7 separate regions of the Mus musculus genome follow, and regions 2, 3, 4, 5, 6 and 7 are each linked to region 1. A link is a contact called in public HiCAR-type, HiChIP or PLAC-seq and promoter capture Hi-C data. All regions are on one chromosome and are shown on one strand. The core of a region is the stretch at or near the end of the contact, and the rest is flanking DNA. Distances in the headings are between cores, read along the strand shown.

Region 1 (3,614 bases), core at 465-2,964:
CGTGTTACAGGAAGAATAGCTATGTGCACGTTCAGGGAGATGAAAAGACTTAGGGCACTCACAAAACTGTAAAAAAAAAAAAAAAATTATTGCCAGAGTGTGTTTTGGGTGGGAATGTGTAGCAGAAGCTAAAATCAAGTGAACAGGTCAGGCTATATCAGTGGATACTGAAAAGGACCTAGTTTGTAAGAGCAATGGGAGATCACTACATTTTAGTGTCTAAAGGGTTTTAAGCAAAACAAAGTTTTGTTTTGTTTTTTTTAAATAAATCATTCTTGTTGCAGTCTGACAAAAGTATAACCAGGGATTTCAGTTAGAAGGAAAAGAGAGCACAGAGAGTGAGAGGCAACGTCATGGTTTAAGCCCAGGTCTAGAAAGGCCCTTGAGAAAAATCACGGACCCAGGTTGGGAAGAGAGCTCGGTGGGTAAAGTGACTGCTACACAGACATGAGGGCCTGGATTTTAGAATCCCCAGCAGTCATGTAAAAGCCAACAGTGGTTGCACACAACTCAGACCTATCCTGGAGGATGAGACAGGCAGATGGCCAGAGCTCCCTAGCCAGTCCAATAAGGTGGAAAACACCCAACTCTCCCTTTCTGTACTGACTGCACACCTCATTCCTCCCTTCCCCTCTCCTCACCCCCACTCCCCGCACCACAAAGGAAACACAACAGGGGCAGCAAGGAATTTTCTTCAAACTTACTGGATGCCCAAGACCTGCCTTCTAACGCATATGTCACGTCTACAATGCTGACAAGCAGAGGAAATTGTCATTCTGAAGTTCATTTGATTTTCCCTAGTTGTGTCTCTACAGCTATTAAAAATGCCACTTCTTAGCTGGGTGTTGGTTACACCTTTAGTCCCAGCACTTGGGAGGCAAGAGACAGGTGGATCTCTGAGTTCAAGAACAGCCTGCTCTACAGAGCTAGTTACAGGGCAGCCAGGGCTACACAGAAAAACAGTCTCGAAAAATAACAAATTCCACTTCTTGAACTTATACAGATCCACCTGCCTATGCCACATGAGTACTGGTATAGGCCTGGTCTACAAAGTGAGTTCAAGGGCAGCCTGGGATACACAGATCCCAAATCAAAAACAAACAAAAACAAGACAAAAGACAAAAACAAAAACCAGCTGGGTGTGGTGAGGCTTGTCTTTCATCCCTGCGCTACGGAGGCAGAGGCAGGCAGATCTTTGCGTTTAGGGCCAGCCTCGTCTACAATGTGAGCTCAGAGCCAGGAATACAGTGTGAGTCCTGTTTCAAAAAAGCAAAACAAATAAACTGAGAGCAGAAATAACCGGCTTAAAGGGAATACGGTCCAGAGGGACTTAAAAGTGAGTTCAGCAAAACCTGATGGTTAAAGCTCTTCATGTCCCAGACACCGCCTCAGAGCCTCTCCCTGCCACTCCAAAAGACAGCAACACATCTGGAAAGCTGAGGAACGTTCCGCCCTCCAAGCCCTTCGAGCCACCTCGGACCCGAACCCTGCGCGTGTCTGCCAACTAGCAAGCAACTTCCGGTCGGCAGTGCTGTGGCCTCAAAGACTCTCGGTCAAACCGGAACCAAGTGAGGGGGGTGGGGAAAAGGACCCTCAAACAATGTTTCTCCTAGACGTCATATCCGGTCTCCTGACTCAGGCAGTATCCACGCCAGCGGAAGTTACTTGTGTGACTGGGCGGAACCTCTAGTCAGGAGTGGTCTCCCAGCAGCCAATGGGCTCGACCCACCTCTAGCCTGACTTGGGTCTGTCAGTGGCCTGTGACGTACAGGGCGGGGCGGGAGGCTAGGTACGGCGACAACAGGGGCGTCCGGTCTTCTCTGTCGCTAGGAAGCAGGCAACCGGAGGGAAGATGGTTTACATCTCGAATGGTGAGTGAGAGCCTTACCCTGGGCCGCTTCTGTCCTGACTCGCCGGGTCCTGAGCTTGGGGCGGCCTCCCCCACACCAGTGGCCGGAAGGAGTGGGAAGCGGAGGCGGTGGGAGCCGAGGCGCAGCCCAGAAGGTCCCCGGGTGCCGCTGGGGGACCCTGAAGCCTCCTGGTACAGCCAATTTTCCGATTGTGGGTTTGCGATAGTGATCCCGGGCGCGGGTGTCCTTAACCCGGGAATGACAGAGACGCTAACCCGGTCCGGATACAACGCGCTTTTGTTTGGGCCGCTAGAGCCGCGTTCTTTGCCTAGCATCTCTTTCATCCTTGTAACTGTTCTATTCAGATGGTGTATTTCTATCCCTGTTTTTCGGATGCAGACTGAGACATAGATTGACTAGCTCGCTAAAGATCACAAAGGCAATATGAAATTTAGGTTAAATTGAACTCAGGTTGGCTCCAGTATTACCTACCATACTGCCTCTATAATGCGTACAATAATGATGGCGATGGTGGTGATGCAGGACTAGCAAGAATATGAAAAAAATAAATAAAATCTGGAGACAGGGTCTCACTTTGTAGTTTTATCTGCCCTGTAACTCACTGTGTACGCTAAGGTGGCCACTAACTCCCAAAGATCCTCCTGCCTCTGACTCCGGAGTAGTGGGATTAAATTAAAGGCAAGCACCACCACGCCAGGCAATACAAAAGTTGTGACAGATTTTTCTCCCCTAAAAGTGTAGCTAGTCCTAAGCCCAAGACTTTACCCAGTTTGAAAGAACTTGGGAAGCAAGTCTCCAATTACTGGAAAAGAAAAAAATACAGCCTGAGAAGGTCGTATCAGTGCCAGAACCATCTGCCCACCTGTGTGACTTAGGTGAGACTCCTTGGCGCATTTCTACAAGACTCTCTTGGGGCCCTGGAAATAGGTGTGGTTGTATCAGATTCATCTCTGTATCTCTAGAGAGTAGGGCGATTAGCAGAAGTCTTAGGGCTGAGAGCACTTTGAATTTCTCGGCTTTTTTCAGGATTTCACCTCCTGATTACAAAGCTTTGGGATAGGTGGTGTGATGGGCACTACAGGAAGCATCATCATTCCATCTTCAGTTTCGAGCGCTCGCAGATTCTGTTATTTGCAATTTAGGTCACTAGCTCATACAGCTATGCACTCAAAAGTGATCAGTGTTCTTCTGCTGCATCCATCTCGCCACTAAAATGTCATGTGCATTTTACCAGTGAGAAGGAGATGGCAAAGAGATGCCTAGAATGAGTTCGCCTCCGAGAATTACATACTGAAAGTAGACATCTATCGAAGGAGTGAACGCTAGATCCCAGAGTTTGACTGCACTCACAGTGGACCTCTGATGTTGACTGGCTTGAAGAAGCCAACAAGTCAAAAGCTGAGCTCATTGGTGTTGCTCCGCTGATTAAAGGCAGCGCCGAGTTGTGGACTTGTGGCACTTACCTCAGTTTCTTTCTTTAATTCTGTAGGTCAGGTGTTGGACAGCAGGAATCAGTCCCCATGGAGAGTGTCTTTCCTAACAGACTTCTTCTGGGGAATAGCAGAATTCGTGGTTTTCTTGTAAGTATAAAAGCATTTCTTTAATTGAGACCAAGTGTTGCTATTTAGTCTCATAGCTGGTTTAGTGTTATAGAGAGTCTAAGCTGTTCTGGAAGTCATTGTAGTCACCCCGCCTTAGCCTCCTAAGTGTTGAAATTACAAGAATGTGCCACCACTCCTGGTT
Region 2 (3,614 bases), core at 325-2,824, 3.0 Mb before region 1:
TTGCAGTAAGTACTCAGCAGACAGAGGCAGGAGGAAGCTCATGTTTGAGGCTAGTCTGAGCTACAGAATGAGTCTGACTCAAGTTGTAAACTACTTATACTGAAAATGCAGGACTATCTCTACATGGAAAATCATAGATAGGGCACTGTGTGACCCATTCTCTTTATAGTCTTTATTGGGCTATAAAAAGTCAGCTGGGTAAAAGAAGTTCAGACAGTATACTGAGTCTTAACTTAAAAAAAAGAAAAATGATAAAATTCTTCTGACTAACACAACCACAAAATTGTAGCAAATCATCTGAAATAAATATATCTTAAGGCTTTACACTGAAAAAATCATTACGCACAATTTAAACTACGAGATAAACAAATATGTGGCTTTCTCTTTCTCACATTATCTGATAAGAGTACATTACCTCCTAGCAACTGGCCTATAAAGATTGCCTTCAGAGAAAAGAATAAATCAATTCTACAATCAGAGCACAATTCTAACTTTGAAATAAAAATTGGCACAAAATCCATGACAAAAGTGCCATCCAGGAAAACAAGCGCTAGCTCTTCTCTTTTCCTCTTTTTGGTTGGAGGGCCACTTATTAAACTACAAATGCCTATGAAGTATGTACTTCTCAGCAAGCAATATTTTTAAAAATCTACCTGCAACACTGTTTTATATCCCTTACTATACATAAAGGCTGGCGTAAAGATGAAGTTTACACAAGTTAGAGGCTCCAACACCTTTTAAAACACAATTGATGTCATTAAGTACTGAAAAAGAAATCCAACGAATCGTTTTATTTTTCCCAAACTGTCTTCAGCCAGAGCAACCACACCAGCATCATCCCTAACGCACAAAAACAGGGCTTTCATTTTGATGAGTTTATTCGGGCCAATCTGCTACCCAAAGCTCAGCCTCCTCGAAGCAGCGTAGGCGCCTTCCGTCACCCGCAGTGCACAGCTCAAGTGACAGCCACCAGCCTGAGACTCGGGCACCGACACAGCACGGGGAGCAAGGCACGCACTCCTGCTTCCACCGGCGTTGCACACTCCGCCTCGCAGACCCTTCCTAAGAAAACTAGCCACTGCCGTCCCCCCGAATGCCGGGCCTCCTCCGAAAACGCCACGAACAGGACTTATCTCACATCCTATCATCGCGATAAAAACAGCACCTCCCGTGAAATGCAAAGGCGACTCGGCGCGGACTCAAACGCCAGGCCCCACGGGAGACAGTGACGGCCGCTCGGTCTCCGGGCCGCCCGTGGCCCAGCCGCGCGAGTACGCGCGGGCCTCCAGCCCGGCCCGGGAGTGTAGGGCGCGGCCCCGGCAGACAGCGACCCCGGGCGGCGGCGCCCACCTGGGCCACGGGCACCTGAGGCTCCAGGCCCGCGCTAGGCCGCGCGCTCTCCTCAGCCGCCGCTCGCGCCTCACCTGCGGACTGTCCTCCAGGGTCTCTTCAATGGGCAGCTTGTCGATCCCCGGCATCGTGGCGAAGGCTGGGCGGCGGCAGGACACTCGGCAGCCGCCCACAGCTCCGCGCGTGGCCCCGCCTGCTGCAGCTGACCCGGCCCGCCCTCTCGCAGGCGCCGCCGCCCCAGCCCAGAGCTCAGCGGCCGCCGCGCGGGAAATCCCGCCCCCCCTAGGCCCACTAGCCCCGCCTCCAGCTCACCCATTGGCTCGCCGCGACGTCTGTCACCGCTACGGGGCTGACCGGGAATTCCTCCCCGACCGCGGGTTCTCTACCAGAGCAGTGGCCGTGCGGGCCGAGCAGTGTGGGGATGTCGACCTCCGTCGTCGGGCGCGCGTAGTTGAATACGTAGGGGGCTGTCTGAGTCACGCTAGCGCACAGCTAACCTGAGCCCGGAGTGAAGACCGCCGGAGGGGACCTGAGGCAGTTTTACTTCTGCACCATATTTCGTCAGCAACCAAAGAAAAAAAATCCCTACACCTAGCGTCATAACCTTCCCAACCCTGCTCCAAGTTTTCAATCTTATCTCCTGCAAAGAGCGTTAACTCACAAATCTGTGGAATCCGAAATTGTGTCATTAACGGGGTTTACAGTTAATTTGGAGTAGTAGACCCTAAACTTTTTTTTTTCTCCTGGACACCTGCCTATCGGCATCAGTTTAAAACCCTTGATTTTGTTGACAAATCATTAGTTCTTACCTCGTCTTCAAGTTTGTCATTGCTGAAAATACGACCACTATATTTCTTGTATATCACAAAGGAAAACTTTTTTTTAATAAAAAAATTTAAAGATACATTTATCGGAGGACTTCCTTCCGTCATTAAAGGGCTTCTCTCGCAAACCGATTGTCAGGTTTGGCAGGACTCAAAGAACTTCTCTGGTCTCCTTGACTGTAGAGTGAAGCTCACACAGTTGGAGATTTGACATGTAAGGACTAGGCTAACACTGTTTTGTTGTGTTGTGTTTTATGGATTCAGCCTTGATGCACCCTTTTCTCCAGCTTCACACGTTATTTCTCTGAAGTGTTGTACAGTGAGTTTACCGATATGCAAAAAAATTGGCAAAATCATTAATATCTCCCAAAAAAATCTACCCATTAGTCCACTAGTCCATTCCACTGTCATTCAAAGAGTACGATAAGCTGGGAGAAGAGTATTAGCTTCCTGCTTCTCCAGCTGCTTCGACCCAAATCCAGACACTGGAGCAAATCCAAATATGGTAATGAAGAGGAAGCTGTGAGTTTACCAGATTTTCCCCATGGTCTCTTGAAAGATAAAAACTTTGTTTCAGAAGTTTTTTTTTTTTTTTTAAGATTTATTTACTTATTATATGTAAGTACACTGTAGCAGCCTTCAGACACTCCAGAAGAGGGAGTCAGATCTTGATTCGGATGGTTTTGAGCCACCATGTGGTTGCTGGGATTTGAACTCCAGACCTTTGGAAGAGCTCTTACCCACTGAGCCATCTCACCAGCCCCATTTCAGACGTTTTATGGTAGACTTGAATTATAGTTCCACGGAATTACCTTCAGTGGTATAGCCATTTTATGCGAATCCATTCCTTAAATTCTCTATCAAATAGTCACCCTCCTGAAGAGATCTTTAGTTTTGAAGAAAGATGGTTTGGAGCCAATTCTTCTGTTGTATGAAAGGTTCCCACTTGTATTATGGGTATTTTCTTTCTTTCTTTCTTTCTTTCTTCCTTCCTTCCTTCCTTCCTTCCTTCCTTCCTTTCTTCTTCTTCTTTGTTGTTGTTGTTGTTTGGTTTTTTTGGTTTTTTTCAAGACAGGGTTTCTCTGCATAGCCCTGGCTGTCCTAGAACAAACTCTGTAGACCAGGCTGGCCTTGAAATCAGAAATCTGCCTGCCTCTGCCTCCCAAGTGCTGGGATTAAAGGCATGCACCACCACTCCCTGGCAGGTATTTTATTCTTGATATTTCTTTCTTACTCAGCTACTACGAGCACAATGCACCTGGCTGTAAAGAGGCAAAACTTTCAAGTAAGGTGTGTTGACACATGTCCATATTCCCAGCATTCAGGAGGCAGAGGTTCAAGGATCCTTGCAAGCTGAAAGCCACCTAGTCTAGAAGACCAGCCAGGACTACACAGTGAGACAGACCAGGGTTACTCAGGGAGACAGACCAGGACTGCACA
Region 3 (3,614 bases), core at 729-3,228, 2.6 Mb before region 1:
CTACCTCTGGGCCTGGCTTGGTTGGGCACCCTTGGAAATGGGGTTTCCTCTGCCTAACACTATCTTTGGCCAAGCTTACAGGTGTATGAGCAGTTCTCACATGCCCCTTCTCATTCCATGCCTCTTGCTGCAGCTTTCTTCTTGTTGCATACTTGGGAAGAAAACCGCAGGCGCTTTCTCCAGTCTCAATAGGAACCCACTCACTTCAGAGCCCTGTTTACACATACACTCCTTCTTGACTCCAGAGGCAGTCTGTCTGTCTGTCTGCTATCTAGTCAGGCAAGATAATGAGTGGGTTTAGTGCCAGAGTGTGGATTTGGTACCTGAGGTGGAAGATCTGCAGGTTAAGCAGTTTCCTGCCAGGAAAAGTAGGAACTGCTGGGTCCTGACCTCATCTGGAAGCAGGTCTATATTTCTTCATCACACTGCCTCCTTCACACCCCAGAAGCAAAACCAAGACTCAGTACCTCTCTGTAACAACACCCTCCGTATGCAGACCTTTCACGGGAGGAGAGAAAGATACTATAGCAAAGTTTAAGAAATGTTATTTGGAGGAAATGATAACTTAAAAAAAATGAATCTTTTTTTCCCAGGGTGATGTGAATATATTTTTCTTTTAAGATGTTGAAAATTGTTACTGTAACTGTAAAGCCTCTTTGTCCACTATTACTAACCTTTTCTATCCCAGATGTTTCTCCTCTGCCACCAGGGAGAGTGTAAGCTTGTCTCAGATTCTTCTAGACATTCAATGTTGTTGACCTCCAAGTATATCTTTATAGAGAATATCAAAAAAAAAAAAAAAAAGAAAAGAAAAGAAAAAAGAGAGAAAGAGAGAAAAAAGAAAGAAAGAACAAAAGAAAAGGACAGAAAAGAAAAGAAAAGAAAGAAAAACTCTTTTGTAGCTGTGTTTTGAACACAAACTGTGTACTGCTTTGTTCCGAATTGTTACACATTGGATACTAGGAATCGAACTCACAGCCTCACACTTGATAACTATTCTCCCAAAGCCCGGCATTCCCAGCCTTTTGCAATTATTTTCCAACTGAGGCCAACATAAAGGAACTCTTTCAGTTTCACACCCATAGACCCTTCTCCTCTCTGATCTCTATGGGGTGGTGTTCTATAATTAGAAAAGCTTACTTAAATACTCTTACTAAAGACTGTTACCATTGTTTTTAGGGTTTTGTTTGTTTTGTTTCGTTTTGTTTTTTGTTTGTTGTTGTTGTTGGGGTTTTGTGTGTGTGTGTGTGTGTGTGTGTGTGTGTTTGGTTTTTTTTTATAGGTTGGTCTGGGCTGCAGCAACGATCTTGTAATTACTTCTTGGGCATTTAAAACGTCAGTGTTTCCCCAGAAAAGATCCCCAAAAGCGTGGTCTTCGCTCTAAGCTGGAAACAGACTGAATCAGTCCAGCGTGGGTGTAGGCTGTAGGTGTAGGGGCCTGTGTGGTGGGGGAGGAGAGGGGATGGTTAGAGGGGACTCCGTTCCTTCCGTACTGCGTGGTGGAAAGTATTTGTCTCTCAGCTTTGGAGCTTGGTTTCACGGTGCTTTTTGAACTGCACTTAAAATGGGTGCATTTTACTGTTTGGACTGCTTTTACCTACTAAAGCTTATTTTTAGTAAAATGTATCCAGGACAGCCAGAGATGTAGAGAAACCCTGCACACGCAGGTTTCCTCCCCTAACCCCTCGGAAAGTGAGAGCCTGGCTTGGGACTTGCCCCCTGCTCTATCAGCGTTTGCCTAGGGTCCTGGTTTCCTTGCTACAAGCTATGTAGCGGTCTGGGGTCTGGCAGCTCCACGCAAGCGTCCCCTGAGGTCCCCAAAGTCTGCAGAACCGCCCCAGCCTCAGGAGGCGTCTGTAAGTTCGCACCTGGCGCTCCTTGGAGGGCGGGGTGGGCCTCTCTAGTCCCGCCTACCCGCCCTCCCTCAGTGGGCATGGCTTAAAGCGGCCCCGCCCTTCCCGGTGGAGCTTAGGCGTCAGGTCCACTCTGCAAGAAGCAGCTGTAGGTGTTCGCATCGCCGTCGCCTGCATCGTGGAGCTCGGGCCCTCTTTTACCCGGGATTTTTGTTGTCGCCTGAAATTAGCGGTGACATCTCAAAGGGCAGGCCCGGCAGCCGCCATGGTGGCCAAGGATTACCCCTTCTACCTCACTGTCAAGAGGGCAAACTGCAGCTTGGAGGCGCCCCTGGGCAGCGGGGTGGCCAAGGACGAGGTAGGACGCGCCCTCCACACACCTGCACCTCCGGGCTTCTCTGCCACCTCACCCTGTGTACCGCTCGCTTTCTCTCCGTCTCCCCCACGTGCTGCGCTTCTCCAGATCGCCCCTTCAAGTGTTCCCTCTCACGCCTTCTCTGTGGGTCCTCTATCGCTGCCCTGCTCCCTGAGCTCGGGAACCGCAGATCTTTGATGCTGCTTCTTTCCTTCCGAGCGACTGGCAGACCGAACCCCAGTCTCTGTCTAGAGCCTGCAAAGGCACCTACCTACCCGCTGCCCTGTTAGGAAGGCCCGGGTGTCGAGAGAGAGCCTCGTAAAGCAATGTCTCCCCGTCCCCGGCCGGGGTTAAGAGAGCTAAGTTCTTGGGGACCGGTTCAGACATTTCACCAGACACACTTGGTTTTGTAGCTGTTTGAGAGCAAGGGCGGGACAGGGCACCTTTACTTGTCACAAGTAACCAATAAAGGAGGTTGGGGGAAGGGTGTCGTTCATTTTGGGTCTGAGCTAAATGAGTAATTGAGGCTCTCCTTCATGACTGCTGAAAACGAGCTAAAACGTTGGTGAATGGGAAGCTGACTTGAAATGCTAGAAACAGTTCCCATTCTGGGAACTTGGGCGCGGGGAGAGGGGCAGTGCCCTTGGGTAATCCAGGGAGTCCTCTCAGTTTGGCTTTCTTAGGCTTTCCTCTCCCACCCCCATGTGTCCTGTCTCTGGCAAATTGCTGACTGCCCTTAGAAGTTGGTTAGGTTCAGTTGGGGGAGAAGACGATTCTCATTCTTTTTCAAGGTTTTAGAGAAGACAGTTAATTGTCTTATCAGACTCCAGTTTTGCTGTGGTGGAGTCCGTAGGACCAGCTCATCATGTCGTCTGTCTGTGTCTGTGTCTGTGTGTGTGTGTGTGTGTGTGTGTGTGTGTGTGTGTGTGTGTGTTCGTTCTCCACTTTCCTCTGCCTCACTCTGAGAGACTCGGGGTGGGCAGTGACGCTGGAGGCAGGTGTGTGTCCCGCCTTGTCACAGCACTGTTGATTCCACCTACACAACACATGTAGGTCTGCTTGGTGTGTGCCCTTGACGCTCTGAATTCTGTATAGGTGTGTTTTGGGGGTTGGTAGCATCAGAGATCCATTTCCTCCAACAAGATTGCCTCCCTTCAACAGGACTCCACCAGATTCTGGTTAGATCCTCCTTTTTGTTTGCTGAGCACAAGATAAGCCTCTGGCCTTTCCGTAGCTAGTTGAATATTTGTAGAGTTTGTAGTCTCAGCAGCTGTGGAAGTGTAGTGGGCTCTCATCTGTTTGGTACCGTCATGGAGTTCAGGTTGATAGAGCCTAGAATGGATATGAGTTTTCAGTAGCAATGGGACTGGTGGCTTCTCCAACTCCTGGGAGGAGATAAAGCATAC
Region 4 (3,614 bases), core at 598-3,097, 2.5 Mb after region 1:
TGTGTTGTTAATACCCCGGTACAGTTAGGAAACGAAGTCCTTGACGGGCACCTGGGTAAAGACACAGGTATAGGCGAGAGCAGAGATGGGGAAGAGCGGGCTCGGAGACCACTGCCAGGGGAAATGATCCCATCCCTCTAGGCACAGGCAGGGGTTTTATAATTTAGCTTTATAAGCTTGAGGAGTAGACCAGGAGAAGGAGAACAGAGATAATGTTCATGCCTGGAGTTCAGAGGACAAGGTGTGGGAGTTGGTTCTCTCCTTCTACCATGTGGGTCCTGAAGACAGGATTCAGGTCCTGAGGTTTGGTGGCCACCTGGTCAGCTCAAGCCTGGTTTTACTTCTACCCAAGGTATCTCCAGAGTTACCTTATAATCTGATTTACTAGGAGAAGGATAATAGGAGGGGTGGTGTGTGCAGAGAATTCTTAGCAATCTCTTGAGATGTAATATTTATTTGGCTAATGCTATGACAGTCGTGGCTCTCTGAGAAGCACGAATATATGTGTGTTTCACTTGCTTCGCAGAGCCCCTCCTTTCCTTAACCTTTGAGCTTAAGCCCTGATTAAAATGTCTTTAATGAAATCTTTTGACTCTGCTTCATAAACTGGCGGGTTGCTGGGGATGGCAGTGAGGAGCCTCTCACTACTGCCCCCCAAAGTTTTGTGCCTTTACACTGGACTTCGTGCCAAGGACCCTGACAATTCCACCTTCTCTATTCTTGGCATTTCTGGGCTAATTAGTTCCCAGTTTAATTCAGCTACCTCTTGGGAAACTGGGCTTTTTCTTTGTAAATTCTCACCTAAGCGAGACCACCTCCAGGATTCTTGGTTGGGTAAAGAATGTTACTACTTGGCTTAGATAGTTAATATTAGTTAACAAGTATTAAGTGACTTAATGTAGTTAAGCCATCTGTTGTAGACCTGCATGTTGTACATGCACTCAGGTGCTCTGCCCAGGTCTTGGGGTGGTGTTGGTGAGCGGTCATAAAGGTACGTTTTCCTCTTCGGTTTTAAGATGTGCCAGATGACTAAGGCGGTGAGGTGAGGATGTCAAAGCAAAGGATTTGAGCACCTTTAGCTAGTCACTCATTGGCAGACTCCCTTTTCTTTCTCTAAAAATGATTTCTGAGTTCGAGGCTAGCCTGGTCTACAAAGTGAGTTCCAGGACAGCCAGGGCTATACAGAGAAACCCTGTCTCGAAAAACCAAATTTAAAAAAAAAAAAAAAAGAAAAGAAAGAAAGTTTGGTTTCAGACCCAGGGACAAGGGACTGAGATGCGTATTTTACATATCAAAGCCTCCAGGTTTTCCCAGCATCCTTCAGTCCGTACCTGGCATACCATGTCTCAGTCCCTACCTGGCATACCCTGCCCCATAACCCTGAACTTCCCAGCCCAGGGCCTGGGCTGCCCTTCCCTCAGAGGTTCCTCCCAAAAAAATCCAGGCATTTTGCTCTCTCCTTCTCTCTCTACGCATACACGACCCCCACCCCCACAATGGCGACTTCAACCCTTGGGGCCAGTGAACTCGACAGACAACCGCCTTCCAATAAACCTGCCTTTAGTATAATCTGGTTTAAATTGGCTTATTTCACCGGTGGTGACGGAGAAATAACTTATTAATATCTTTTAATTCATAAAACTAGATAACATTTGTCAAGAATGATACAAGCCGCTCAAATGGCTACAGACTGACCACACAGTCCAACCTAGCCCAGGACAAAGGCCACGCGCGGCTCCCTTTGGTCAACGCACGTGGCAAACCCTTGCTTACAAACGGCTCAGCAAGGCGCAGGCGCCGTTGGTCCTGCCCGCCCCCAGAGGCGGTGCTTAGCACAGGCCTAGGGCGCATGCGCTAAGGTTTGTCTCAACGCTCCGTCGCGGCGGTAGCGACGAAGAATTCGTTTGGGCAGCCGCGTGGTTCTGGGTGAGTGTTCGGCAGCCGGACAGAAGGCCGGGTGAGAGTACTTGCGCCTCGGGCTCTCCATGAGGCTGTGGCCCCGCGCCGTGGGCGTCTAGCCTTCTGCGGCGGAGCCCGTCCGAGCGAGCCGCGGCTTCGCCCGTGGGCCGGATATCTTCCGGCAGGCGCACCTGAAACCGGAAGTGACGTGTGGCGCCGGCTCTCACCTGAGCGGAGGGCACGGGGCAGTGGGGGCGCGGACCAGCCCCTTGCATTTGCTTCTGGGTTTGTGAATGGGGCCCGGCGTGCAGGGCCTACAGGGCTCTGGTGGGTCTGGATGACGATGATGGTGTCCTTGAGAGGGAGAGTCAGGGTGGTGCATACCCGGCGCCTTCCGTAAGATGCAAAGTTGAGTGGGAGGGACAGAGCTGTAAGTGCTGTAACCCGGTACCCTTCGCGGTGTCATCTTCACCGCTGTCCTTCTCTTCCGAGCCCTCTCGTCTTTTTCCTCCTGACTTCATCCTATTAGCACTGCACTGCTATTTCTCTGTTATCCAAAACTGGTCTTTTACGAGCATTAATTGGGTCCTGCTGTTGTCACGCATCCTTAAACTTTTTGAGAGCCATTTCAGTGAAATATAATTTAAGAGCATACCCCCCCACCCCCCGCCCCCGGACCCGTGTAACTTGTCCCTTCTCGCTTCAACACCGTACTTATGTACAGATAACTCTCCAGACCCTAATCCAGCTTGGTTGTGGCCGTAGAAAACCCAAGTCACAAGTCTGGTTTCCTAGCTTTGTAACTTTTAGATGTTTCTGGAACGACTGAAAGATTTACACAGCGAGCAATACTATAATCAGCTCTTGAATTTTGGTTACAAAGTTCTCACTGAGTTCCAGCCTTTATTCATTATCTCATTTCGAGATGCTAACTCTGCTTTTGACCTTGATCAAATCTCATTAATCTTTTAGAGTGACACTTTGTCAGAGAGGCCACCTCACACCTTACCTTCACAGTTTTACTTAGGTCTCTCTTAATTGCCGAGTTATGTAACTTCTTTTTATGGCCATCACCACAGTTGCCCTTGTATATATCTATACTAAAGCCATTTTTTCTTTAAATGCCTGGCCTCCCAGGGGACTAGGGGGAACTGCCTCATGCCTCATTTGATTGAGTCAGTAATTTTGTCAGTGTGTGATTTAGTTCACCTCTGAAACTTTAGTGCTTTGATCAAATCCTTCTTTACATTATACTCCCCCCAACCCCCATGTGCATTCTCTCGCCCACACATGCAAGCTCTCTTCTGGCTATAGCTAGAAGCTAAACAGCTTTTTGCCCTCCTTCCCCTCCCACCATGAACTCCAGGCTGTTAACTTCAGCTGCTCTTCTTGGCCCCTTTCAGTTCTTACTCCTTTGTTCTACCACTTCTCTGACCATCCCAAGGAATGACTTTTCTCCAAGGCCTACTGGTTACAAGAGGAGGGAACTGGGCAGCACTGGAGTGTTGCCAATCCATCATTTTGGAAAGCACACGCCTGCAGTGTTCATTTCTCATGGATAGACTCATTCTTCTCACATTCCTCCCCCATCCCAACTTTGACCAAGGAAAGGCCCAGGCTTCTTCCTTGTGGAGTTATCTTCTTTGTCAACTCCCTTTTGTATCTGTGGGCACCAGGTGTCACTCTCCAGCTAGAGGCAGATGAAAGTGCTATGC
Region 5 (3,614 bases), core at 328-2,827, 2.5 Mb before region 1:
AAATAGTGTAGGAGTTTTTCTAAACCTTCCCTTTTCTTTCACCATTCAAAAAAGGAAAGTTTTAAAATGTACTTTTTACCTTAGCCTCTAATCCCCAGGTAGCCCAGGATGACCTTGAATTTCTCTCTTGCTTCTACCTTCCCAGGGGTGTGCCACCATGCTCAGTTCATTTGGTGCTGGTAGATTAAAACCTGGACTTTGTATATGTTAGGCAATCTCCGTGAACTCAGCTAAATCCCAAGCACCTACCCTGTTTACTAATAACTGATTTACATACACTTTTCCTTGATTTGGTTCACAGAGGTGCAGGTTTTACACTACACACGATGCCAAACAATGGATGCTTATCCCAGATCCTCTGCTGCTCTTGGAGAGCTCTTCAAGTACCAATCACTTGACAGAGGCTGTGGCTCTTTTGCAGTTTATTATCTTGGCCTAACAATTCCTTCAGTAATATTGAGGTGTTGGGGGACAAAGACCTGGGCGTCCTGCTGCTGTTGCTTAGAGATCTTGAGTAAAAAGTATCCCGTGTTTCTTCATCAAATGCATTATTGGGCCGGAGCTGCTTGAAAACTAGGCCTTAGGCTGTATAAATACTTTGGATGAAATTAGACCTGGCTTTTGTCATCTCAATTTGCCTAAATTTCAACATTTAAATTGTGCAAAAGCATCTACTTGGTATCTGTTGTGAGAATGTGTCTATACAGATGGTAACTCAGAACCCCTTACCTAGAAAGAAACTATTGAAAGGCCCTCCCTTCATTTCACTATCAAATTGTTTTCTTCTAGGTGGTCGAACATTCTTCTAGGTGTGCGAGCATTCGTGCCTCCCATCATTAGGTTGTAAATTGTGCGGAAGAATCCCAAATATTGAATGTTTGCTTATGTAGTGCTTTGGTCTGGAGTACGACCAGTGCTCGTGATCTACTGGGAAAGCAGAAAGTCTGGATGGAATAGGATGTTATCACCCTGCTTATCACTGGAGGCCATTTTCTTATCTCTCTTCACTGCCTTTCTTATTGTTTGTTTATAGTCTTTATGCATATAGGTGGCTTGCCTGCATTTATGATAGAGCACCACACGTATACCTAGTGCCCTCCGAGGCCAGAAAAGGACTTGGATTCTTTGAAGTGACTAACTGCTGGTTGAGTTGTCCTATGTCGGCTGGAGCTCGAATTCTGGTCCTTTGGAAGATCAGCTCAGAGCAGACCGATCACACGACCAGGATCAGCCAATTATGTGCCGGGTTTGGTCCACAGACCTCCGGAGGAAAGAAGGTGCTTACTTGCAAGAGTACTGTCCGAAAGACGTCCTCTGGGCTTGCCTCCGTCAAACGCAGTGCGGAGAGGGCAGGGCCCAGGAATCCGCAGAATGCTGCCAAGCCCAAGCCCTCACTCTGAAGCGATGGCGTCGACGCTTTCCCCGGGCGTGGCACTCTCCTCTTTTGGCGGGCTCGGCATCGCGAGGCTCCGCCCTCCTGGAACGGTCTCTCTGCAGTCGCGGAGGCGGGCTCTGCATTTCTATTGGTAGAGCGGGTCCGCCGAGGCCCCGCCCCCTCCCGGGCCCGACGCGAGCACGTTGGGTAGCCAGGGCCGGTTGAAAAGCCGCCCGAATCCGGAGCAGCTCCCGGGGCGAGAGGCACGCTTAGGGCCGCGGTGGCGGTTAAGAGGCGTCTCTGTGGCTGGAGTGCGGTCCCCGGGGGCGGAGGGGCCGGGTGGGCCGAGACCTCGGCGGCCTGGCCCGCCGCCCTTCCTCCCCTACGCCCGTCGACCTTGTGGGCGGAAGCTCCCTGGAGCGCCTCACGCCCGCGCGATGGCGACTGCCGCGGAGACGGAGGCCCCTTCGACGGACGCGAGCTGGAAAAGCCGCGGCGGCGGCGGCGGAGACGACGGGATGAAGCCAGCGCTTCCGGAGCTTGAGTCCTCCCTACAAAATGGCGGCGGCGACGGCGGCGGCGGCGCGGGGCCTGAGGAGACCGCGGCAGCTGAAGCCGCCCGGAGCTACGGCCACGAGCAGCCTCAGCAAACCTCCGAAGCGGCCGCGGCCGCTCTGCCCAAAGGCGCCGAAGAGCCGGAAAGGCCTTTTAGGCGGAGTTTTCAGATCCCCAGGAAGAGCAGAGAAAAGAAAGGTGGTGCCTCCCCTTCCTCCCACCCCCTCTCTCGCTTCCCTCCCCCTCCATCTTTTTCATTAAGACCTCTCTGTCTCCTCTCCCCACACCCATCCGAGACACGTAAACACGCACGCAAGCGCCAGCAGCCTCTCCGCTCACGGCCACGGCCGCCCAGCCGCCCTTGGTGCGAGAGGATAGGGTGGAACCACGCTCCGCCGCTCCCCCTCTCCCCGTGGAAGTTGGAAGTAGCTCAGGTTTGAAGCGTTTCCATAAGGCTGCGGCTCCCCGAGCGGAAAGATGGTGCTCGGTGCCCCTCTTTTCCCCCAAGCCCCGAAGGCAGAGAAGCTGATGGTGGCCTCCTAAAGATGCTTCTGAGAAGTCTGCTTGTGGAAGTAGCCTGTGGCCATGGATTCTGAGGCTTTCTCCAAGGCCACTGCGTTCTAAGGACAAGTGTTTCTCACTGTGGAAATTCTTCAGCTCTGTGTGTCTACTTGAAATGTGCTCGATGTCAGCGTCTTCTATTTAGAAAACTCTCCATTAGTATATGCGCTCCATGCAGTTTTCCATCACACTTCATTTCCATGTAGTTTTTTTTTTTTTTTTTTTGGAAAAGCATTAGCTTACGTAGGTTCTTCTGTATAACTTCCAAGCCTAGAATGACTTTTCTTAAACGATTATAGGAACAGTTGGGTTGCTTACTTTTTGAGATCTTAGTGCCATATTGTAAAACGTACACTTTTTTTTTTCTTAGAGTAGGTTTTGACTGTCCGATAATTTGGAATTTTCTGGATTTGACTTAAACACTTACCTTCTTACTGCGTGTTTTTTTTTTTAATTGTTTATTTCCCAAATCTTTTTTTTTTGTCATTTGAATATCTGAAGATTTAGAATCTTGATTGGAACCGTGCATCTGGGTAACCAACTCTCTGCACAACTGAGATTATGAAAGTATAAAGAAAGTTCCTTTCTAAATGGATGACAAAGCGAAGGAAATAGCATGAGAAACCATGCAGAGAAGGATGAAGTTGATCTTTGCCGGCTGAAGTGAATGTTTCTAGAAATACTCTTTAAATGATGTAATACTTTAGGGTGTAGGGCAAGACAGTGAATTCACTTGATGTCGTTAAGGTGTGTATGGCTGTGCTGATACAAGAAAAGTTAGATACTCATCCCCAACCGCCAGTTGGTAGAAAAGGTGAGAAGTACTTTTAAGTAGGGCCTCATAATGTAGTAAGGGCTTAACAGTTTCAAGCTGTATCAAACCTTTTTGACATCCTATTTTGGATTTTAAATGACTAAGGCTTTGAACAAATCATTAAAACAAGACTTTAAAAAGGGACCAGAAAACTGGCTTAGAGTCCTTTAGGATTCTGTTTGAAAATTTAGTAAGGTAGTATGTACTTCTTAAATTTCATAAGCCAAATCCAGAAGTTGCTCTAAAATGACTGCCCTTGAACATACTAAAAGTGGCACAGGGAATTAGGGAGTATAAACCTTAGCTGCT
Region 6 (3,614 bases), core at 580-3,079, 2.5 Mb before region 1:
CGTCCAAAAACACAGCATACCATATGGGGACAGTATTAACTTGGTTTTTCCATCCAGTAATTCAGTTTCAAGCTTTAAACCATCTCTGCAATATAAAAGAAAATTGTTTTGACAAGTTTAATTTAACAACTTTCACTAAATAGCAGCCAGGGATATTTATATGAACCTTGAAAGTAAACCTATACCTTTGAATGTATACAGGAATCACATGACCATCAAAGCAGGGGTTTTGGTTGGTTGTTTCTTTTAATTCACATAGCCCAAGCTGCCCTCAAACTCACTATGTATGTAGACCAGGCTGGTTGACCAGGCTGGCTTTGAATTCCTGATTCACCTGCCTGAACCTCCCTCAAAGTAGTCTTTAAATTTTAAAATATTGTTTTCAAGGCTGGAGAGACAGCTCAGCAGTGAGGAGCACTGTCTATTCTTGGCAAGCAGAACCAACATTGCAGTTAACAAGTGTCTGTAAAGGCCCCTCGGGTCACCAAGGGCACCAGCACAAGTGGCCCACAGACTTACATGCAGGCACGATACCCATTCACATAAAATTAAAATAAGTATTTAAAAAGTATGTGTATATATGTGTTCATACATACACATTTTTTTTAACCTAAGAGGGAAAAAAATACAAAAGACTTTCTTACAACTTTTCAGTGAGGCCAGCATGTGTCATGTTTAACCTGAAACCTGGTTTTTGTTACTGGTAAGAAATAAAGCAACCCAGTTATTGCAGCATCCTTTAACCTGCAGCTCTATACCAAAAGTCCCATGCTGCTACCAGAACTCCTTAGCCAGGTACAAGACATAGATAAGCTATTTATGCGTTTTTTGTTTTGTTTTGTTTTTAACAATTTCATGACTGACAGATTCCAAGGAGGAATAGACGCGACTGAAAGATGGCTAAAATGGTCACCAATGTGACGGCTGCTTAAATACAGAATTCCACACAACTTGGACTATTTCATATACTACACGATTGCTTTAGTGACTCTATTACTATCTTAATAAATAAACAATAAACTTTGGCTAATATGACACTTTACATGTCAAAAGCGCCACCATAAAGAAACGGTAAACACTACCAGCAAAACTTACGTTGTCTATTAAAGTCAACAAAATTCTGATGGGATTCTACACACAGTATTACACAGTCTTACGGGGGTGGGGTGGGAACGGGGTGGGCGTTATGTGTCTATGAACAGTAATGACGACAACGTCAAAGAGAAAATACCAAACCAAGAAATTAAGGGCGAGCAGGTTGACTAGCAACTTTAAACTCAGAGTTGCTTTGGTAGCGAGAATCAAAGTGCCTGCGTTTGTAAAAGGAAACAATCTGGGAGATATAGGTTGTCAGAGGCCACCCCGTTGCAGGACTACAAACAGCTCATGGGTACGTTAGAAGGCAACCTCTTGAATGAATCTGAAGTTGCTAAGTCTCTATACTACCGCCCCGCAAGCTTACGGGGCAGGCTGCCTCATTGATTTCTAAACTCCCAGAAGAGAACCTAACATTCAGCTTCTGGATGCGCGGTTACGTCTAGGTCTGGTGGCTGGTTTTCCTAAAACGATGAACTTCTGAAGATGAAGACCGCACCCCAGACTCGGTCCAGCCCCAGCTGAGGATGCTCCAGCTCAGTACGGGGCAGCCGTAGCTCCCCGAGCATCTCGCCCTCTGGGGCGCCATCTCCCCTCCGGGGCGCTCCAACACCACGGTCCGCGCTGGACCCGGAACCCCGCCCGCCGCCACGCGCCGGCTGAAAGTTACAGCCCAGCGAGTCCCCGCCGGCTTACCCCAGGTTCATGGCCCCGCCGCCCACCCGCAGCTCGCTCAGGTCACTTGTGTACCCAGCTTGCTGCCGCTGCTCAACAAACGCTATGCTGATTGGTTGCCGGGGGCCAGCCGAGCCAATCACAGTGGGACATGCTGGCGGGTCCGTTCGTTGATGCCGGCCTCCCCGGACTCTAGATCCCTCTCCGGGGGCGTCTGCGGTTTCTTCGTGATCACCGCCAACCTTGGGGAGCCGCCTTGGCTCTAATGGAGGTTTCCAAATAGGCAGAAACAACAGATGTAACCATTCTCTTTTATATTTGGAGGAGAGGTTTATTTAGTTGAAGGACTTGTGACGCCTAGGACACAGAGTATATGTCTCTGTCTCTTCGTGCTTCCCACACCTTACAGGCTGAAGTTCTTTAAATACTGCAGCAACAGTCACAGTGTGGACCAAACTCGTATATCCGTCGTTAGCAGTGCTATCTCTGAGGCACGAAGAGGCAAAAGGACTTGCCTGGGTCACTGACCACTTAACAATTATACTACAGATCTTATATCTAATGTGAATATGTGTATAACCCCAGCTGACGCTTTTAGACTCAGCCCAAAATTCCACTTGTTGCTCTTCCAGAGAATCCCAGTACTCACGTCAGGGGGCTAAGCCTCCTGCAGCTATATCAATCCTGGTGTCAGACTGGAGTCGGGGAGGGCGCACCCTCGGCAGCCTGTTTCAGAGTGAGTTCCAAGACACCACCATCCCTACCCCCATCCCCACCCCCACTAATCCCCACATAAAAATAAACAAATGTCACTTCCATAAAGAAGCTGCTGAGGGTAAAGTGTAAGAAGGCAATGTCAGCCGGGCGTGGTGGCGCACACCTCTAATCCCAGCACTCAGGAAGCAGAGGCAGGCAGATTTCTGAGTTCGAGGCCAGCCTGGTCTAAAAGTGAGTTCCAGGACAGCCAGAGCTATACAGAGAAACCCTGTCTCAAAAGAACCAAATAAATAAATTATTATTATTATTAGTAATAATAATAATAATAAAAGAAGGCAATGTCTACCTCCCTCCTCCTAGGATCCCAATAGTAGAGACATTATTAGGGTCACTTCCGGAGCATGCAGGAGGGTTTTCAGGAGTTTGGGCAATCCGAAAGTAAATGTAAAGTCTGCACTTAGCAAGGCTGGCGACAAGCTCAAGCTCACGGCTGGATGTGATAGCTGGGCATCTGCTCCCCTTGAGTTCCCAGAGCCCACGTGTCATTACAGCAGTATTGGATTTGGTTGGCTGAGAGGGATGCTCAGGAGGGAGTCCCACGAACCTCCCTATCCAGTCCTGCTATCAGGGAGTGCTATCTTATGCAGACAGGCCCATTTAAGCATCCTGAAGATGGTGGTAGCTGGGCTTGGAGGATAGTCTAGTCCTATGCAACAGAAATCCTCAAAGACTGGGCAATTCCCCATCATGCCACACACACCGTTGGAATCCTGTACCAAAGTGAGTGTCAGAGAAACAGTTGATGTCTGGTACACTTCTGTAACCACAGCTGCTGCCACTTAGGAGACAGAGGCTGGGGGTCCTCCATAGTGTGAGGCCAGCCTAGGCTATACAGGTGTGGTGGCTATTCCTAGTTGTCAACTTCTGGAATGAACTACAGTTCAGAAATGGAGGGCACACCTGTGATCCAGATCATGAGGCTAGAAGACACGGGTTTCTGACTCAGATCTTGACTTGGGATGACACATACTTTTGATCCAGATCTTGAGGCATAGCGGCCATGAAAAGCTTAGGCCCAGTTAAGGTAGTATATGCCTTTAATCCCAGAAGAATGAGGCAAGCATATC
Region 7 (3,614 bases), core at 686-3,185, 2.3 Mb before region 1:
ATCTCAGTCCTTTGTTTTCTACATAAAATGACTATTTTTTTCCATTTTTTTCCTAAATCAAGGACCTACTTTAAAAAATAAAATCTGTTAGAAACCATGAGTCTTTGTGCGTGTGTGTGAAAACTATTCTTCGGCCTACATACATATAATGTTACCTTTTAAACACTCAAGGATTCTTATTTAGAACTTACAGGTCAATGGAATAGAGAGAATGAAGGCCATCAATAGTGACTGTTCAACATTGTATTTAAAAAAAAATCTATAAATGTGCCATCTTGGATATGTCACCTGGATTTTCTGAAAGATATTACCCATTTTACAGTTTTTGTGAGAGTGATTGAGAAAATGTAAGTGTAATGTGCACAGATATCTGCACATTGTGTGCCTGTGTGGGTGCACACACACTTAAAGCATGCTGTCACTGTGCTGTTAGTATTGTCACCTTGGCATGAACTCGAGTCACCTGGGAAGAGGGAACCTCAGCTGAGGACTGGCTTCTATCTGATTGGCTTTGTGGCAGCGGTTTTCTGATTGATGACTGATGTGGGAGGACCCAGCCCACAGTACCACCCCTGTACTCATGGTCTTGGCTGGGTTAAGTAAGAGAGCAAACTGAGCAAGCCAGGAGAGTAAGCCAGTAAGCAGTGCTCCTCCATGGCCTCAGCTTCAGCTCCTGCCTCCAGGTTCCTGCCTTGCACTCCTGCCCTGGCTTTGCTTGAGGATGGGCTGTGCAGTGGAAATGTAAGCCGACCCTTTCCCAAATTGGTTCTGGTCATTGTTTTTATCACAGCAACAGAGAAGCAAATTAGCACAGTCACATTTCAGAAACTACTCAGCATGAGGTATGTCAAGAATCTCAAAAGGGTTCTCACATGTAACACACCAGGTTGCCAAGGATCCATGTGGGACAGAACACAATAGATATAGTTTGGTTTTGTCCTTCAAGTACCAGGGTTAGGGGAATGGGCACTATTTGTTGGGGATGGAAAGAAGAGTATGAGCACCCGGAGGCCATGGAAAACCTTAAATGGTATGGCTATTAAAGGCAAAAACACTTAGGCTGCCAAAGGAAGGCATCCTCCTGTTCTCTGAGCAGTTAGCATATGAGGTCCTCCTTTTCAGGGTGGGAGGAAGGATTGTCCCCAGTCACTGTTCTTCCCTCTGCTCACCCCACTGCTGGATCAGGATCGCTTTATGTGTGAGCTTCCCAGCAGGAGCCACTCTTATGTGGCCACTGAAGTTGCTGGAAGCACACTCATCAGGGCATAAAGGAAATCGCTGCTGTTCTGGAATTGACTACTTACCTCTGTCGTTTCCATTTCCCTCCCTGGTGCCAAGTGGCAGCAGCAGGGGTTCAAGACTTCTTGTTGAGCGGAAGCTTTTGCCCGTGAAAACCTTGCACACTTTCTCATGCACTTTACCTGGAGCGGTGTGTGCTTGCGTGAACTCAGGGCCCATCTTTCTAATTTAAAAGGGAACCAGACGAGACACCTAATGCATCTGATGAACAGGAGCCTGAATTGCTCTCCTTTTCACTTTTCTATCTCGCTTTTCCTTGGGGGACAAGGAGGTGGCAATAAAGTAGATGTGTTGTGGAGTCATCCTTCTATGGACCTGCAAAGGAATGGATGGTCCTAGGGCATAGGAACCCTCACCCCAGTTCTCTAGGTTAACTTAAAAGGCAAGGGCTGTTTTTGTTCCCCAGAAGTGTCTGGCAGCTTTTGGAGGGGCTTCTGGGGGAGGATTGGGAGGTCAGGTGCTTCGGGCAGGAGGATGCCAGGAGGCGCTGCGGAGCGGGCGCGCACTCGACTCTCTGCTGCCCCCCGCGGAGGTGCCCAGGTCCCAGCCGCGGCCCCTCCAGGCTCCTCGGGAATGCTGGGAATGTGAGTCAGGGCCTGGGCGAGCGGCCGTGAGCGCGCGTGTCGGGACTGCGGCGGGCGCCGCCCCCTCGGCCCCGCCCGGCCCGGCCCCGGCGCTCGGCGCTGGCCGCGCTCCCCTCCACCTCCCCACCACCTCCCCGCGCTGCCCGCGCTCCACCGTCTCGCGCTCCTGATCGCTCCAGCTCCTCCCGGCCGCCCGACGCCGCAGCCACGCGAGGTTGTAAAAATCCATGTGGGACCGCGCCGGGGCGAGCATCGCTAAGGTGAGACGCCGACGCTGGGGGCCCCGGCTCCCTCGTGCGGGTCCCCGGCGCTCGTGGGCAGCTGCAATGCGTTATCGGGGGAGCTGAGGGGAGACGCAGCCGCCTTCCTCGGGGCTATTTCAGGCGGGGGAAGGGATGGGGCGGCCTAAGGGCGGATTTGCCTCTCTCTCTAAACCCCCGGATTGGAACAAGTGCACAGTTCCTCAGGCGCCCGCCCCGGGCCACCTCCCGCAGTCTCTCTCCCGTAGCCACCCTCACTGTCCTCTCCTTTCTTTTCTGCAGACGACCCCCCGCCCCCTTTGCTGACTACCTTGCCGGGAGGGGTGGGATGTTCACGAGGGTGGGGGTCTCTCAGAATCGGAAGCTGAATAAAGTGGAGAAGACAGGACCCCCCAGCCTCAGGGGTTGTGAGCCTGGCTGTCTGGGTGGGCTCCAGGGGAAAGGGGGGCGGGGAAGGGATGCAGGTTATAAAAAGAAAAATTCATGCCTGGGAAAATGAAGATGATTTACTGGGGAGGGGTAGGAGGTGGTGTATGAAAAAGGATACGATGTGAAATTAAACAGCATTCCTACCGATTCTCTCCCCACCTCCTAATTACACAAGGGGTACTTACAAGGAGGTACCTTTAAAAATTATTATTATTATTATTCCTGTATGAGCCTTTGAAAGATCATTTTTAGGACAGTGAAGAATAAGGGCTCTTTCGGTGTGTGAAAATCAAATAGTACCCACAAACTCTCCCCTGTTTAGCCCTACATAATTTATTTTGTAGTTAGGGGTCTTTCTCCTCCTTGCCAGAGGGAGGGTCCGCTCCCTTAGGAGAAGATCGATTTTAGGCGGCTACCTGCCTTTGCTGGATGAAAGACAATTTACTCCCAGAGCGGTGAATTGTCAGTTCTCTTCGTGACTGACAGCCGCACCTGCCACTTATGTGTATAGAATGGGACCGGTGGAACCCCAAGAGCCAATCAATGCTCGGGAGAGGAGGGCTGCTCCCACTTGTCTTGGTTAGTTTCCTGGTTGGCTCTTTAAATCAGTGGTTTTACTTAACCATTGGTTTCCACCAGGTAGGACTCCAGCTGTGAGAAGCAGAGAAGCGGGAAGCCAACTCCTCGACAATGGGCTTAGAAGCAAGTATGTTCAACCTGTGTTCTCCTCCTGTCTTTCCTGTCCGTCACTAGTTGTAGCTGTGGATGCCGAGGTCGTTGGCTTAAACATGAAATCAATCTGTATAAAGAGCGAAGCGGGCATGGGCTGGCTGCTGGGACGGCAGGTTGGAATGATCTACCTTTCCTTCAGAATCGCAGTCTTCTTTAGAAGAGATGCACTTACTGTTGAGCTATCTAGAGAAGGGTGTGGCTCGCCGTCTCCTGTGGTCACCCTACCCTTGTCCTTGTGAACTCACACTGTTTCTGAGTATGTAGTTTGGCTCTTACATCAGATTTGGTAGGTTTATAAGATGTTTTTGAA

What was found. Promoter capture Hi-C pulls out the DNA fragments that hold promoters and counts their contacts. HiCAR-type assays count read pairs that join an accessible place to other places. HiChIP or PLAC-seq counts read pairs in DNA pulled down with a chosen protein or histone mark.
Region 2: a promoter capture Hi-C map of pre-B cells shows a contact between it and region 1, with 4 times the contacts expected there. The contact joins the promoter of Appl1 here to the promoter of Selenok in region 1. A contact is called at or near these places in 2 of 39 promoter capture datasets (liver and pre-B cells) and 1 of 115 datasets of contacts at active chromatin or transcription factors (astrocytes).
Region 3: an H3K27ac HiChIP or PLAC-seq map of embryonic stem cells shows a contact between it and region 1, with 4 times the contacts expected there. The contact joins the promoter of Arhgef3 here to the promoter of Selenok in region 1. A contact is called at or near these places in 4 of 39 promoter capture datasets (embryonic stem cells, hippocampal neurons, liver and 1 more) and 1 of 115 datasets of contacts at active chromatin or transcription factors (embryonic stem cells).
Region 4: a promoter capture Hi-C map of pre-B cells shows a contact between it and region 1, with 2.8 times the contacts expected there. The contact joins the promoter of Ercc6 here to the promoter of Selenok in region 1. A contact is called at or near these places in 1 of 39 promoter capture datasets (pre-B cells) and 1 of 484 Hi-C or Micro-C datasets (CD4 T cells).
Region 5: a contact with region 1 is called in a HiCAR-type map of astrocytes, with 7 times the contacts expected there. The contact joins the promoter of Tasor here to the promoter of Selenok in region 1. A contact is called at or near these places in 2 of 39 promoter capture datasets (cranial neural crest and embryonic stem cells), 3 of 484 Hi-C or Micro-C datasets (B cells and the G1E-ER4 cell line) and 3 of 115 datasets of contacts at active chromatin or transcription factors (astrocytes, embryonic forebrain and large pre-B cells).
Region 6: an H3K27ac HiChIP or PLAC-seq map of extraembryonic endoderm stem cells shows a contact between it and region 1, with 12 times the contacts expected there. The contact joins the promoter of Ccdc66 here to the promoter of Selenok in region 1. A contact is called at or near these places in 3 of 39 promoter capture datasets (frontonasal cranial neural crest, hippocampal neurons and pre-B cells), 1 of 484 Hi-C or Micro-C datasets (muscle stem cells), 4 of 115 datasets of contacts at active chromatin or transcription factors (astrocytes, embryonic stem cells, extraembryonic endoderm stem cells and 1 more) and 1 of 9 other capture datasets (embryonic stem cells).
Region 7: a contact with region 1 is called in an H3K4me3 HiChIP or PLAC-seq map of embryonic forebrain, with 5 times the contacts expected there. The contact joins the promoter of Erc2 here to the promoter of Selenok in region 1. A contact is called at or near these places in 1 of 39 promoter capture datasets (frontonasal cranial neural crest), 5 of 115 datasets of contacts at active chromatin or transcription factors (astrocytes, embryonic forebrain, embryonic midbrain and 2 more) and 1 of 9 other capture datasets (embryonic stem cells).

The regions. Positions count from the first base shown.
Region 1 is chr14:29,966,666-29,970,279 of GRCm38.p6, forward strand. Selenok (selenoprotein K) reads left to right here and starts at 1,715. Exons shown (of 5, transcript NM_019979.2): 1 at 1,715-1,871; 2 at 3,361-3,451. The coding sequence starts at 1,853.
Region 2 is chr14:26,968,977-26,972,590 of GRCm38.p6, forward strand. Appl1 (adaptor protein, phosphotyrosine interaction, PH domain and leucine zipper containing 1) reads right to left here and starts at 1,575. Exons shown (of 22, transcript NM_145221.2): 1 at 1,425-1,575. The coding sequence starts at 1,478.
Region 3 is chr14:27,334,059-27,337,672 of GRCm38.p6, forward strand. It overlaps Arhgef3 (Rho guanine nucleotide exchange factor (GEF) 3), which reads left to right and starts at 1,979. Exons shown (of 10, transcript NM_001289687.1): 1 at 1,979-2,211. The coding sequence starts at 2,119.
Region 4 is chr14:32,511,674-32,515,287 of GRCm38.p6, forward strand. Ercc6 (excision repair cross-complementing rodent repair deficiency, complementation group 6) reads left to right here and starts at 1,848. Exons shown (of 21, transcript NM_001081221.2): 1 at 1,848-1,926.
Region 5 is chr14:27,427,257-27,430,870 of GRCm38.p6, forward strand. It overlaps Tasor (transcription activation suppressor), which reads left to right and starts at 1,578. Exons shown (of 24, transcript NM_001114879.2): 1 at 1,578-2,128. The coding sequence starts at 1,813. Gm52095 (a long non-coding RNA gene) reads right to left here and starts at 1,371. Exons shown (of 4, transcript XR_003951011.1): 1 at 1,286-1,371.
Region 6 is chr14:27,506,631-27,510,244 of GRCm38.p6, forward strand. It overlaps Ccdc66 (coiled-coil domain containing 66), which reads right to left and starts at 1,830. Exons shown (of 18, transcript NM_177111.3): 1 at 1,792-1,830; 2 at 21-85. The coding sequence starts at 1,802.
Region 7 is chr14:27,620,472-27,624,085 of GRCm38.p6, forward strand. Erc2 (ELKS/RAB6-interacting/CAST family member 2) reads left to right here and starts at 1,936. Exons shown (of 20, transcript NM_001347497.1): 1 at 1,936-2,143.